Linked DNA regions of Ovis aries: region 1 is linked to region 2. A link is a contact called in public Hi-C data. All regions are on one chromosome and are shown on one strand. The core of a region is the stretch at or near the end of the contact, and the rest is flanking DNA. Distances in the headings are between cores, read along the strand shown.

The links. Hi-C and Micro-C count contacts between places; a contact is called where the count stands out from the background.
Region 1: a contact with region 2 is called in a Hi-C map of tail adipose tissue, with 2.1 times the contacts expected there. The contact joins the promoter of ZBED5 here to the enhancer-like site in region 2. A contact is called at or near these places in 3 of 16 Hi-C or Micro-C datasets (liver and tail adipose tissue).

What each region holds. Positions count from the first base shown.
Region 1 is chr15:41,541,721-41,547,792 of ARS-UI_Ramb_v3.0, reverse strand. ZBED5 (zinc finger BED-type containing 5) reads right to left here and starts at 1,662. Exons shown (of 3, transcript XM_060399903.1): 1 at 1,200-1,662.
Region 2 is chr15:41,468,046-41,474,507 of ARS-UI_Ramb_v3.0, reverse strand. No RefSeq gene overlaps it. Among named protein-coding and RNA genes, the nearest start is that of ZBED5, 75 kb to the left of the region's middle. Within about 2 kb of position 4,382, at least 43 of the 54 cell types and tissues checked have an H3K27ac peak or open chromatin away from gene starts, as enhancers often do. A contact at or near this core is called in liver and tail adipose tissue, where this site is marked.

The sequences.
Region 1 (6,072 bases), core at 413-2,912, 76 kb before region 2:
GTGTGTCCCCAAATACTCTTAATTTCACAAGCACTAAAAATCTGGGACCAGGAGTTGGACGGTGCACAGAGAAATGAATGATCTATACCATGGGTTATTACTGCCAGAAAGTCGAGGGTCTCAAACTGGCAGCAGAATGCCGTACACCTTCATTATTGGCAGCTAAAGAGCAGACTGTTCTACCACAGTCCCGAGTGGGCCTTAGTTGCAGATAACTTCGTGGAGTCAATGGGTGTCCTAAAAGTTTACAATCTCTCTCCCTGGCTACTAGGGAAGGACACGAGTGGTGCGCTTTGTTTTCAGGAACGAGGGCCTAATCTCCACATTTTCAGAGGTGCTCTCCTGAATCTTTCGAGGACAAAGAGGCTGGACTCCCTAAAGAGTAAAGTTTCTATTTGACTCCCTGAAAAGGAGCGGGGGGAACCCTCATCTTTTGTTTCTTCTGGCTAAACTGACAGGTAACACCATCCATTCACCCCCTCCCTCGGGTGGTTCCTGCTCTGAACAATACCCTTGGGGCAGGAGGGCTGGGGAGGAGGGCAGACTGTTCAAAAAGCTGAGGCAGAAAGTGGGCACGGACACCCCATCGAGTACCTAAGTGCTTTTTAAAACGGTCACTTCGATGGGCTGCCCAGCCAGCTATATCCCTCGGCTCCTCCTTGTCACAGGTGCGCGCTGCCAGCCACAGCTGGGGCTGGCTTCCTGTGGGAATCCACCCTCGCCTACGGAACTCCTCTCGCGTCCCCGGGCGGTCGCCTTAGCTAACAACCACAGGAAACCGTCTCAGAACCCGACACTATCTTTCTCATCTCCATCGGCGATGAAGAGAATGGTCTCTGCTGCGGCTGGGCTGCAGAGCAGCGCCGCGGTCCCCAGCAGCGCCGGCGCCCGCCATTTTACAAAGCTCACGGCAGCGGCCATTTCAGAGCGCACCACTCAGCCGCCACGGCGGCTCTGGTCCTCACCTTCACCGAGGCCTGAACGGGGTCAAGAGCCAGTCGTCGCGGACTGGAAGGGGGAGGGGGGAGGGAGGAAGGGAGAAAATGAAAAACAAAACAGAGGGAAGAAGGATTCGGGGGGCCGGGCGATGCTCTCAGCTCAGGGATATCGCCTATGCCACCTCCATAGACATCCGATTCGCGGCTGGCGCGGTCGCTTGTCTGAAGATAAATTTAGCACACTAGGGCACCCCCACTTACAGTCTCCACGAGCGACTTTGCCGCCGCCCAATCAGCGCCAGAATTGCTCCCCGCCACCTATCCGCGCTGAGCAGTGGGGCGGGACCAAAGGAAAGGACCAAGGTCGGTTGAGGAGCCGGCCAGCCGCAGCCGCCGCTATCGCTCTGGTTTAGGGCGTTCGCTTGAGGCTGAGCTAATACCCGACGAGAAGCGATAGTTTTCAGATATCCCTGGGTTCGAGCAGCCCGGGCGCTTGTTTACAATGCAGAGTCCTGGGTGCTGCGAGATAGCATTTGTGATCCTGTAGCGCTGGATTGGCTTCGAGAAACCTGCGTGCCTTTATGCAGTAGGGCTCAGCCCCGGTGTTGATTTGAGTGCATTTGCAGAGCCTCGGCTGCTGGTCCTTTCACGCGCTCTTTGTTCCCGGAGCCGCACCCCAAGCCCAGGTTGCGCAACTGCCTCCTCTTTTCCTTGTTTTCCCACTGGAATCTGGGCAGAAAACGCCCTCTCTCTTCCCCGCCCCTCCCAGAAGCTGGCGTGTCGGGGGCCCCTAGTGGGCCGAGCTGAGAGCTGAGCGACATGTCGCCGGGGCGCTGCACTCTCCCGAGCTCCCTGGTGACCCCAGATCGGGTCGGGAGCCACATGTAGGAATATGTAGGGATGGCGGCGTTTCAGCTGTGTCAATGGGAAAGAGTCCGCTTGCTGTGTCTCTGCACCCTCCGCTAGTGGCTCTCTCCCCGAGGAATGCCCAGCGCTCTAGAACACTGTTTGATAGCTGCTGCTGCTAAGTCGCTTTAGTCGTGTCCGACTCTGCGACCCCATAGACGGCAGCCCACCAGGCTCCCCCGTTCCTACTTCGGGTGTTTTAAGCTCAGTTCTCCTATCCCCCTCCCCTGTTTTTAAAAACAAAACAGCAAAAGGCTTCGAGCCGTGTATTCAATTCTATTTTGTGTGAGATCTGTCGTGGAGACGTGCAGTCTGTTTTTCCAAATTGGCATCTTGAAATATGCACACTTCTTGGAAGGAATTTGTTGACATACGGGTAGCATTAAACAGTGAGTCCAATGGTTTGCAATATTTTAGATTTTCAAGGCCCCATAGAAATAACCAAGTCAAGAAAGTTGAATCTTGTTTTCAGGCGCTGCGCCAATGATAGGAAATTCCTAACTTGTGGTCAAAACCAAGGGCAGCTTTTGTTTTTCCTAACTTTGCTCTTCTTGGACATGTGAATAAATTTCTTCGGCATTGAAAGACGTCTAGCCTCTTATTCAGCAGAATCTTTGGGAGGACTGAACTAGATGATTTCCTAAGACTGATAATATATGTCAACATTTGGTTCTTAATGTTTTACAGTCATTTCAGCAACTTCAGAACTTTGCCTCATGATAGACTGTCCATTGGAGAAGGCAGTGGAACCCCACTCCAGTACTCTTGCCTGGAAAATCCCAGGGACGGGGAGCCTGGTGGGCTGCCATCTGTGGGGTCGCACAGAGTCGGACACGACTGAAGCGACTTAGCAGCAGCAGACTATCCATATGTCTTCATTATTATTTTAAAATTATTCCTGTTAAATTGGTTTCATTTGAGCTTTTGAACCACCAAGGGGGGAATCACTTTGCTGAAGGGGCGGAATTTTACTTGAAGAGCAAAGATCACATTGTAATTGAAGGAATTGTCTAGCTCTTAACAATATTGGAAAAATTCCCCACATTTTCATAAGTTTTCTATTTCAGAAGGGCCTTTTACAAATATGCTCCCAATTTAATCTTCACACATCTGGTTTACATTTTCATGGAATGAAATAATTCAAGACATTCAGCTGATAACAAATTCAACTGAAGTGAAGTCTGAAATTTAACCTTGGTCCTAAAATCTGCAGTCTGATCAGTAAGGGGCTTGAAAGGAGAAATTTTTCTGTAGTTGCTTAGTCAATAGATTATTATAGAATGTTGGTTGCTGAGACAGATAAAATATACAGGCAATGTGAAACTCTGACCAATAGTGGTAATGGGTAGCATTTACTGAATACACAGTGTGGGCAGGGGCTATTCTATCTACACACTTTCTAAAGTATTAGCTCATTTACTATTTACAACCCTATCAGATGTTGTTTAGTCACTAAATCGTGCAACCCCAGGAACTGCAGCATATCAGGCTTCCCTGTCCTTCACTGTCTCATGGAGCTTGCTCAAACTCGTGTCCATTGAATCGGTGATGCCATCCAACCATTTCATCCTCTGTCGTCCCCTTCTTCTGCCCTCAGTCTTTCCCAGCATCAGGATCTTTTCCAATCAGTCAATTCTTCAGATCAGTTGGTCAAAGGATTGGAGCTTCAGCTTCAGCACCAGTCCTTCCAATGAATATTCAGGGTTGTTGATTTCCTTTAGGATCGAATGGTTTGATCTCCTTGCAGTCCAAGGGACTCTCAAGAGTCTTCTCCAGCACCACAGTTCGAGAGCATCAATTCTTTGGTGCTCAATCTTCTTTATGGTCCAACTCTCACAACTGTACATGACTATGGGAAAAATATAGCTTTGACTATACGGACTTTTGTTGAGAAAGTGATGTCTCTGCTTTTTAATATGCTGTTTAGATTTGTCATAGCTTTTTCTTCCAAGGGGCAAGTGTGTTTTATTTCATGGCTGCAGTCACAGTCCACAGTGATTATGGAGCCCAGGAAAAGAAAATATGTCACTGTTTCCACTTTTTCCCCTTCTATTTGCCATGAAGTGGTGGGACCAGATGCCGTGATCTTAGTTTTTTGAATGTTGAGTTTTAAGCCAGTTTTTTCACTCTCTTCTTTCACCTTCATCAAGAGGCTCTTTAGTTCCTCTTCCCTTTCTGCCATTAGAGTGGTATCATGTGCATATCTGATATTTCTCCCAGCAGTCTTGATGCCAGCTTTTGATTCATCCAGCCCTGCATTTCACATGGTGTGCTCTGCATATAAGTTAAATAAGCAGGATGACAACATATGTACTTGACATACTCCTTTCCCAATTTTGAACCAGACTGTTGTTCCATGTCCGGTTCTAACTGTTGCTTCTTGCTGTGTACTGGTTTCTCAGGAGACAGAAAATGTGGTCTGGTATTCCCATCTCTTTTAGAATTTTCTACAGTTTGTTGTGATCCACAGTCAAAGGCTTTAGCATAGTCAGTGAAGCAGAAGTAATTTTTCTGGAATTCCCTTGTTTTCTCTATGATCCCATGGATCTAAATCCAGTTTGTACATCTGGAAGTTCTCAGTTCACATACTGCTGAAGCCTAGCTTGAAGCATTTTGAACATTACCTTGCAAGTATGTGAAGTGCAATTATATGGTAGTTTGAGCATTATTCGGCATTGCCCTTCTTTGGGATTAGAATGAAAACTGACCTTTCCCAGTATTATGGCCATTGCTGAGTTTTCCAAATTTGTTGACCTATTGAGTTCAGCACTTTAACAGCATCATCTTTTAGGATTTTAAATAGCTCATCTGGAATTCCATCACCTCCACGAGGAGGTTGTTGGTTGTAATGCTTCCTAATGCCCTCTTGACTTCACACTCCAGGATGTCTGGCTCTAGGTGAGTGATCATGCCATTGTGGTTATCCAAGTCATTAAGACCTTTTTGGAGAAGGCAATGGCACCCCACTCCAGTACTCTTGCCTGGAAAATCCCATGGACAGAGGAGCCTGGTAGGTTGCAGTCCATGGGGTCGCTAAGAGTCGGACACGACTGAGCGACTTCACTTTGACTTTTCACTTTCATGCATTGGAGAAGGAAATGGCAACCCACTCCAGTATTCTTGCCTAGAGAATCCCAGGGATGGGGGAGCCTGGGGGGCTGCTGTCTATGGGGTCGCACAGAGTCGGACACGACTGAAGCGACTTAGCAGCAGCAAGACCTTTTTTATACAGTTCTTCTGTGTGTTCTTGCCTCCTCTTCTTAATCTCTTCTGCTTCTTTAGGTTCTTGCTGTTTTTGTCCTTTATTTTGCCTATCAGATGACAAATCCTGTTTTACAGATAAGGAAATTGAGCATGGATTGGTAAATAAATTGCCCAAGTTCCCATAGCTAATTGGCATCTGAGTGGCATATTTCCATGTCTGCCACAATGTGTCACCAAGATTAGGTACAATGAAGTTGTGGAAACTATAAGCTATGTGTGCCTAAGTGGGGTGTGCTCATGCATATTAATATCAAGCAGTAAATGATTTCAAATAAGATTTAAATCAGTCCTGAATATTCATTGGAAGGACTGATGTTGAAGCTGAAACTCCAATACTTTGACCACCTGATGCGAAGAGCTGCCTCATTTGAAAAGACCCAGTGCTGGGAAAGATTGAAGGTGGGAGGAGAAGGGGGCGACAGAGGATGAGATGGTTGGATGGCATCACTGACTCAATTCATCATGGACATGAGTTTGAGTAAACTCTGGGAGTTGGTGATGGACAGGGAGGCCTGGTGTGCTGCAGTCCATGGGGTTGCAAAGAGTCGGAGACGACTGAGCGACTGGACTGAACTGAATATATTGGGTAAGCAGGTAGAGCTTCACCATTAAAAAGGAACTTGGTTAGTTACTTGGAGCTCAAGGAAAATCATCTTGGGGAGTAGTAACAGGAATTTTGACTGATATACCACATTTGAAGTCTTATGTGCTGGAAGAGGTCTGAGATAGCAATTCTGTTCATGTTGGTTGTGTGAGTTAATTTGCACTGCAGTTAGGTTTGCTGAAAGCAGATGATGAGACAGGAAGGTCTGGAGTCAGTATTGTAGGATGGAGTGTCCCACTCTGCCCTTTGTACTTCTTCCTCCCTCAAATAGTATATGGCAGCCATGGGCAGGGCAGGACCCAAAGCTGAGGCAGACCCTGAATGTGCTGACAGCTGAAGGCCATCTGCTTATCATACCTT
Region 2 (6,462 bases), core at 3,133-5,632:
AGTCCTTGCCTTTATAGTCGTCAAATTTAGAAGATGGAGCATGTCTGTAAATGATACAACAGTATAAAGCAATAAGTGGTGATGATTATTAAAAGTGGAAGGGCTCAGAGGTAGGAAAAATCCCTGAGGATTCTGAAAAAGCTTTATTGACAAACGGGGACTTCATTTGGATCCTAAAGAACGAAAAGATTTGGAGAAGGCAGAGAGAAGAAGAAAAATACTGGAGGCAGGGGGAAGGGTAAGAGCAAAGCCCTAGAGATGGGAGTGTACCTGGTGTGTTCTAAGAACACTGGGGAGGCATGGTTGCCTGACAGTAGCATACGCTTTGGGGAGCAAGAAGGAAGCTGGGTCACCAGCTTAGGGACTCAGTCTCCTCTGTGAAGAGAGTTCCCTGAAGCAGGTGCACAAGTACTGGCGATGTCTTCTTTGTAAAACAAGAAATGAATAACTTCTATAGAGGGAATAAACTGTTTCTTCTACACAAAAATGCTGACTCGGATAGTTTAAGAAATTTTGCTAATAAACAAGCAGCCACTTAGAGGATATTTGTAAATCTCATCAAAGACTCACATGTGCTTGGCCATACTAATGAAGAAAATTAATAAGCTGTCTTCCATATTGCTCATGTTAAATGGTTACACATTTATGGACAAGAATTGGAAGCAAACAGAATGACTGAAAAAGCTGTGTTAGGATGGTGGCTTTATGAGTGATTTTCTTTTCCTCTTTAAACTTGACTTTAAGATTACTGTTAAATGCTAATTGCCTTTTTTTTTTAATGAGCTCAGTCATGTTAGGATCCTAAGGAAATTTCTGAATTGAAAATTACGTTTTTTTGCAAATTTTAGTGGCCAGAAATTTAGATTTTAAAAGTTCATTAGATGGTCTGGAAGGATTAATATTGTTAAAATGGGCATACCACCCAAAGCAATATACAGATTTAATGCAACCCCTATCAAAATATCCATGACAATTTTCACAGAACTCAAACAAATAATTCTAAAATTTGTATGGACCCACAGAAGACCCTGATAGCCAAAACAATCTTGAGAAAAAAGAACAAAGCTGGACATATCACACACTCCCTGACTTCAGATTATGCTAACAAAACTACAGTCATCAAAACATTATGGTACTGGCACAAAAAAGACACAGAGGTCAATGGGACAGAACGGAGAGCCCGTAATTAATCAACTAATTATGTTCAATTAATCTTTGATGAAAGATTATACAAAGGAGAAGAGACTCTTGAATAAGTGGTGCTGGGAAATCTAGACAGCTCTATGTAACAGAGTGGAATGAGAACATTTTCTCACACCATATACAAAAATAAATTCAAAGTGAATTAAAGATGCAAACATAAGAATGGAAATCATAAAATTCCTGTAAAACAATATGGGCAGAACATTCTCTGACATAAATTGTAGGAATAACTGTTTTGGATCTGTTTCCGAAGGCAAAGGAAGCAAAAATAAAAATAAACAAGTGTGACTTGATTAAACTTAAAAGCTTTTGCACAGCAGAGCAAATCATCAACAAAATAAAGACAACCTACTGATTGGGAGAAAACATTTGCAAATAAAGTAACTGATAAGGAGCAAATTTCCAAAAAATAGAAACAGTTTATACAACTCAATATCAAAAACCCAAACAACCCAATTTAAAAATGAGCAGAAGACCTGATTGACATTTTTTGAAAGAAGACATACAGACGGCCAATAGCCGCATGAAAAGATGCTCAATATCACTAATCCCCAGAGAAGTATAACTCAAAACCATAATTAGATATCACTTCACATTGGTCAGAGGGGCTATCATGAAAAAGTATACAAATACCAAGTGTTAGCAAGGTTGTAGAGGAAAAGGAACTTTTGTATACTGTTGGTGGAAATGTAAATTGCTGCAGCCACTATGAAAAACAGTATGGAAGTTCTTCAAAAACCTAAAAAACAGAACTGCCATATGATCCAGCAATTCAATGCTGGGTATTTATCTGAAGAAAACAAAAATACTAATTTGAAATGACATACGCACCCTAACGTTCATAGCAGCATGATATACAGCAGCAAAGATCTGGAAGCAACCCAAGTGTCCCTCAACAGATGAACAAATAAAGATGTGGTTTTCCTATACAATGGAATACTACTCAGCCATAAAAAGAAATCCTGCCTACAGGGTGTTATGCTGAAAGACATACTGGATGTTATCACTTACACGTGGAATCTAAAAATCAGAATGAATGTAACAAAACAAAAACAGACTCACAGAAAATAAACTGGTGGGTATCAATAGGGAGGGGAAGAGGAGAGGGGTAAGGTAAGGGTAGGGGATTAGAAGGTGCAAACCACTGTATATATAATAAATAAGCTACCAGGATATATTGTACTACACAGGGAAAACAATCACTATTTTATAATAACTTGAGCATAATTTACAAAAACACTAAACCACCGTATTGTACACCTGAAACTAATATAATATTGTAAATCAACTATACTTAAATTTTAAAAAATGCTTGCTACATTATGGGTACTTAGTAAACAAATGTTGTTGGAGTTTGAATAGCTTGGGAAAAAATTCATTAGAGAAAAAATTTGCAAGAAATCAAAGGAGACTGGACACACCATTTGTTGGTCTGGATTGCCTTTGTGATCCTTGGCTGCCAGGGGAGTTCCTATTCACCTTTCAAAAACCCAGCAGGCTTCACCTTCTCTGTGAAGCCTTCTCACCCACTCTGTCCACTTATACCCCAACCCCCCTCACCCCTCTGTTTGTCCATAGCGTTTTATATCAGTAGGGAGCAGTAATTTGAGGTCAGTTAGGCAGTTTAGGAATCCTAGCTTTGCTATTTGTTAGTTGTGCAGTTAAGTTATATAGCTGAGCCTCAGTTTCCTCATCTGCAAATGAGGATTGAAATAAGATAACAAAATGCTTTTGCCAATTTACAGCATTTGCTCATTTCTTATAACATGCTCAATGTTTCCTTTCATAATTATCCATTTTTATGGATAATTTATCATTTATCACATTGTATTTGCCGCTTAGTTGTTTTTCTCTCTCACCAGCCCATATAGGGCAGGGACAACCGTTCTGCTTATCTCTGGCACCCACTGGGCTCTCAGTTAAATGTTTACTGAAGAAGGGAATGGAGTGAGCTGCCTGGAGATCTGGGGTAGGGGCTCCTTGAGCTCTCCTTTTCCCCTGCAGCCCTAGCTTTATGCTTACTGGCTAAGCCCCCAGTGGGCCCCACTATCACCCATAAGCCTGTTTGGAGTCTTCTGACAGCTTCTGCCCTGGAAACAAAGGCTTCTGCAGGCATCTGGTGAGGGCAGAACAGACCTGAACTCCCTGCAGTGCCCGGCCTTCTCGGATGGCTCAGCCCCTGTGGAGCCAGTTAGGCCCTATTGGCCCAAGGAGGGCCTAAGGCTGTGGCTCAAAGTGCTGGAGTTGACGGCTTTTCTGCAGGGCTGGCAGGGTGGCTGCGCTCCATAGGGAGGCCCCTTGGCTTCTCACTTGGGTGGCCTCCGAGCAGGGACCGGCCCCTTTGGCTCTGCTCCAGGATTTCTGCAGTTTGTCTGAAGGAAGCAGAGGGGGCCAGGGGAGGCCTCCGGGCCTACATTGGCAGGACCTGAGGCCCAGCCCGAGGAATAAGATCCCCCCACCACTGCAGGGAGCTGGGGAGAGAGAGCTGCAGGGCAGCTCTGGGAGAACAGTCCCCAGCAGCCTGGGGAGGCAGCCCTCAGGAGGGAGGTGGGGCGGGATTTGAGGGGAGAAGCCTTTAATGAAGACTCAGAGGAGAAAGAAGCCTAAGGGATACAAGCGGGGAGGCTGGTGGCAAGGGCCCAGAGGCCCCCAGGCCTTGAGGCTCTGACGCAGAGAGGAGGGAACCAGGGCAGCCAACTGACCTCCTTCCGGGAGTTGGGGAGAGGCCAGGGAGGAAGTGATGCTGGGTTCCAGGAGGGAGGGCGGCAGTGAAGGCAGGGGAGAAGAAGAAGGGAAGTGGGGAGAACAGAGGAGAGAGAGAAAGGCAGAGAGACAGAGACAGAGGAGAGAAACAGAAAGACAGAAAGGGAAGCAGAGAGAGAGCAGCAGACACACACGCACACACACGCATGCACGCACACACCCACACACACGTACACACACACACATGCACACCACACACAAATCAACAGAAAGAGAAGGAGAGCTGGCTGCAGAGAGGGAGTGAGGTGGGGAAGGGAGAGAAGGAAAGAGGCAGGGAAACCTAGAGAGAAGCGGGAGGAGGATAAAGGGGGAAGGGAGGGGGAAGAATGCTGGGAGGGGAGCAGAAAGGCAGGTGGGGTGAAGAGACTGAGCCAGAGCTGGAGGGGAGGCAGGCAGCTGTGAGGCAGAGGCTTGGCAGGCAGCCTAGAGGAGGAGGAGGAGACTTTGAGGAGGCCTGTCTGCAGTTGTGACAGAGAGCACTCCCTCTCTGATATCGCCAAATAAAAAGGCTCAACAGTCCAGGAAGTCATGTTCCTTGGTCTGCGGGTCACTTGGTCAACAACAGGGTGGGTTATGCCCTGACTGCTGGTACTTCCTGGAGGTGGCAGTGGGAGCGGGCAGATTCATTGCCTGGGTGCTGGCTGAGGGTCACAGATGGAAGGAGGTGGTGTTTGTTTATTCTTTTACTTGCTCGACAAACATTTACTGAGCAACTGTGCTGGGCGCTGCCCCAGGCTCTAGGGCTTCAGAGACACAGCCTCAGCCACATCTGTGAGCAGTCTAGTGGGGGATACAGATGAAGCACAGGTCCCAGAGGTGCAACCAGGGTCCAGTTACTTAACTGCTCTGTGCCTCAGTTTCCTCATCTGGAAAATGGGGTTTATTAGGAGACCTATTCTATAGGGCTGTTTTGAGGATTGAATGAAATCATTTATGTAAAGAACTAACTTGGTGCCTGGCACAAGATTATATCCTGAAATCTGAAAGGGTTTACCTATCAGTATGTATATGTTTTAAAATTTATTTATTTATTTCATTTTTGGCTGTGCTGCGTCTTCATTGCTGCCCTTGGGCTTTCTCTAGTTATAGTGCATGGGGGGCTATTCTCTGGTTGCAGTGTGAAGGCTTCTGATTGCAGTGATTTCCTTTGTTACGGAGCTTGGGTTCTAGGCACACAGGCTTCAGTAGTTGTGGCTCACTGGCTTAGTTGCCCCACGGCATGTGAAATCTTCCTGGACTAGGGATCAAAATTGTGTCGCCTGCATTGGTAGGCAGATTCTTAATCACTGGACCATAGGGAAGTCCCCTTATCAGTGTTTTTGAGCTGTTGGGTCTTGAAAGAGAAGACAGTCAAGGGGGAGCAGAAGCGGAGGAACCTCCCAGGCAGAAGCCACAGAATCCATAAGAAGGAAGGGTGACTAGGATGTGACCCGATGGCTGTGGGGCTAATGAGAGTGGTGGGAGTGGGAGTCACCTGCAGTAGCATTATCCTGGGGGAGGGGCTCGCTGAATATTCAGGGCCTTGGGCCCCTCTTTAAGCCTCTGGGCAGGGCTTGGAAATCTATGTTTTAGCTTGCTCCCAACCTCCCCGCACCTCCGGCCAGTTCTGCTACTCCCCTTCCCTCCACACTAGCCCAAGGCCCTGGCCTAGTTCAGGGGTAATTGTGTGATTACAATAAACAGCTTTCTAGTGGATCCAGCCCCGCTGGAGTCTCACCTGTAATCTGATCCTCCTTTAAAAGAGGTCTTCTGTGGGAGAAGGCAAGGGTGGGATGATTTGGGAGAATAGCATTGAAACATGTATATTACCATATGTGAAACGAATCACCAGTCCAGGTTCGATTCATGAGACAGGGTGCTCAGGGCTGGTGCACTGGGATGACCCTGAGGGATGGCATGGGGAGGGAGGTGGAAGAGGGGTTCAGGATGGGGAACACATGTACACCCATGGCTGATTCATGTTAATGTATGGCAAAAACCACTACAATATTATAAAGTAATTAGCCTCCAATTAAAAAAAAAAAAAAAAGAGGTCTTCTTAGTGAAGCCTTCCCTGACTGCTCAGGGCAGAATTAATGGCTCAATTCTGTTTCCACTGCACCTTGAACAGCCCTGTGTTATAACTTATGAAACTATCAAAGTTGTTGTTATATGTGTCTATGTCTCTCCCTAAGCCTGCCTCTTACAAAAAGATGAGGCCTTGAGGACAGAGGAAGGGCCAAATTTATCTTCTGTCCCCTGGCCTGACACACAGCAGAGGATCTCATGAAGACTCGTTCTCCAGGTGGGCATCTGGCTCTCTGGAGGATATCAGTGAGAGAGAATTCCCTTACATCCTCTTCTAGGGGGTCTCTGAGATTTTCTCCCCTGTTTTCTTTTGTTCACTGGGCCTCATTTGGCAGCAAGATGATTTCCTGTAGAGAAATTTCTGGCAGAGTACATGGCAGATTTTAGGCAGTTACAAGTCAAGTTGACCTTGACTGAATCTCCAGGACC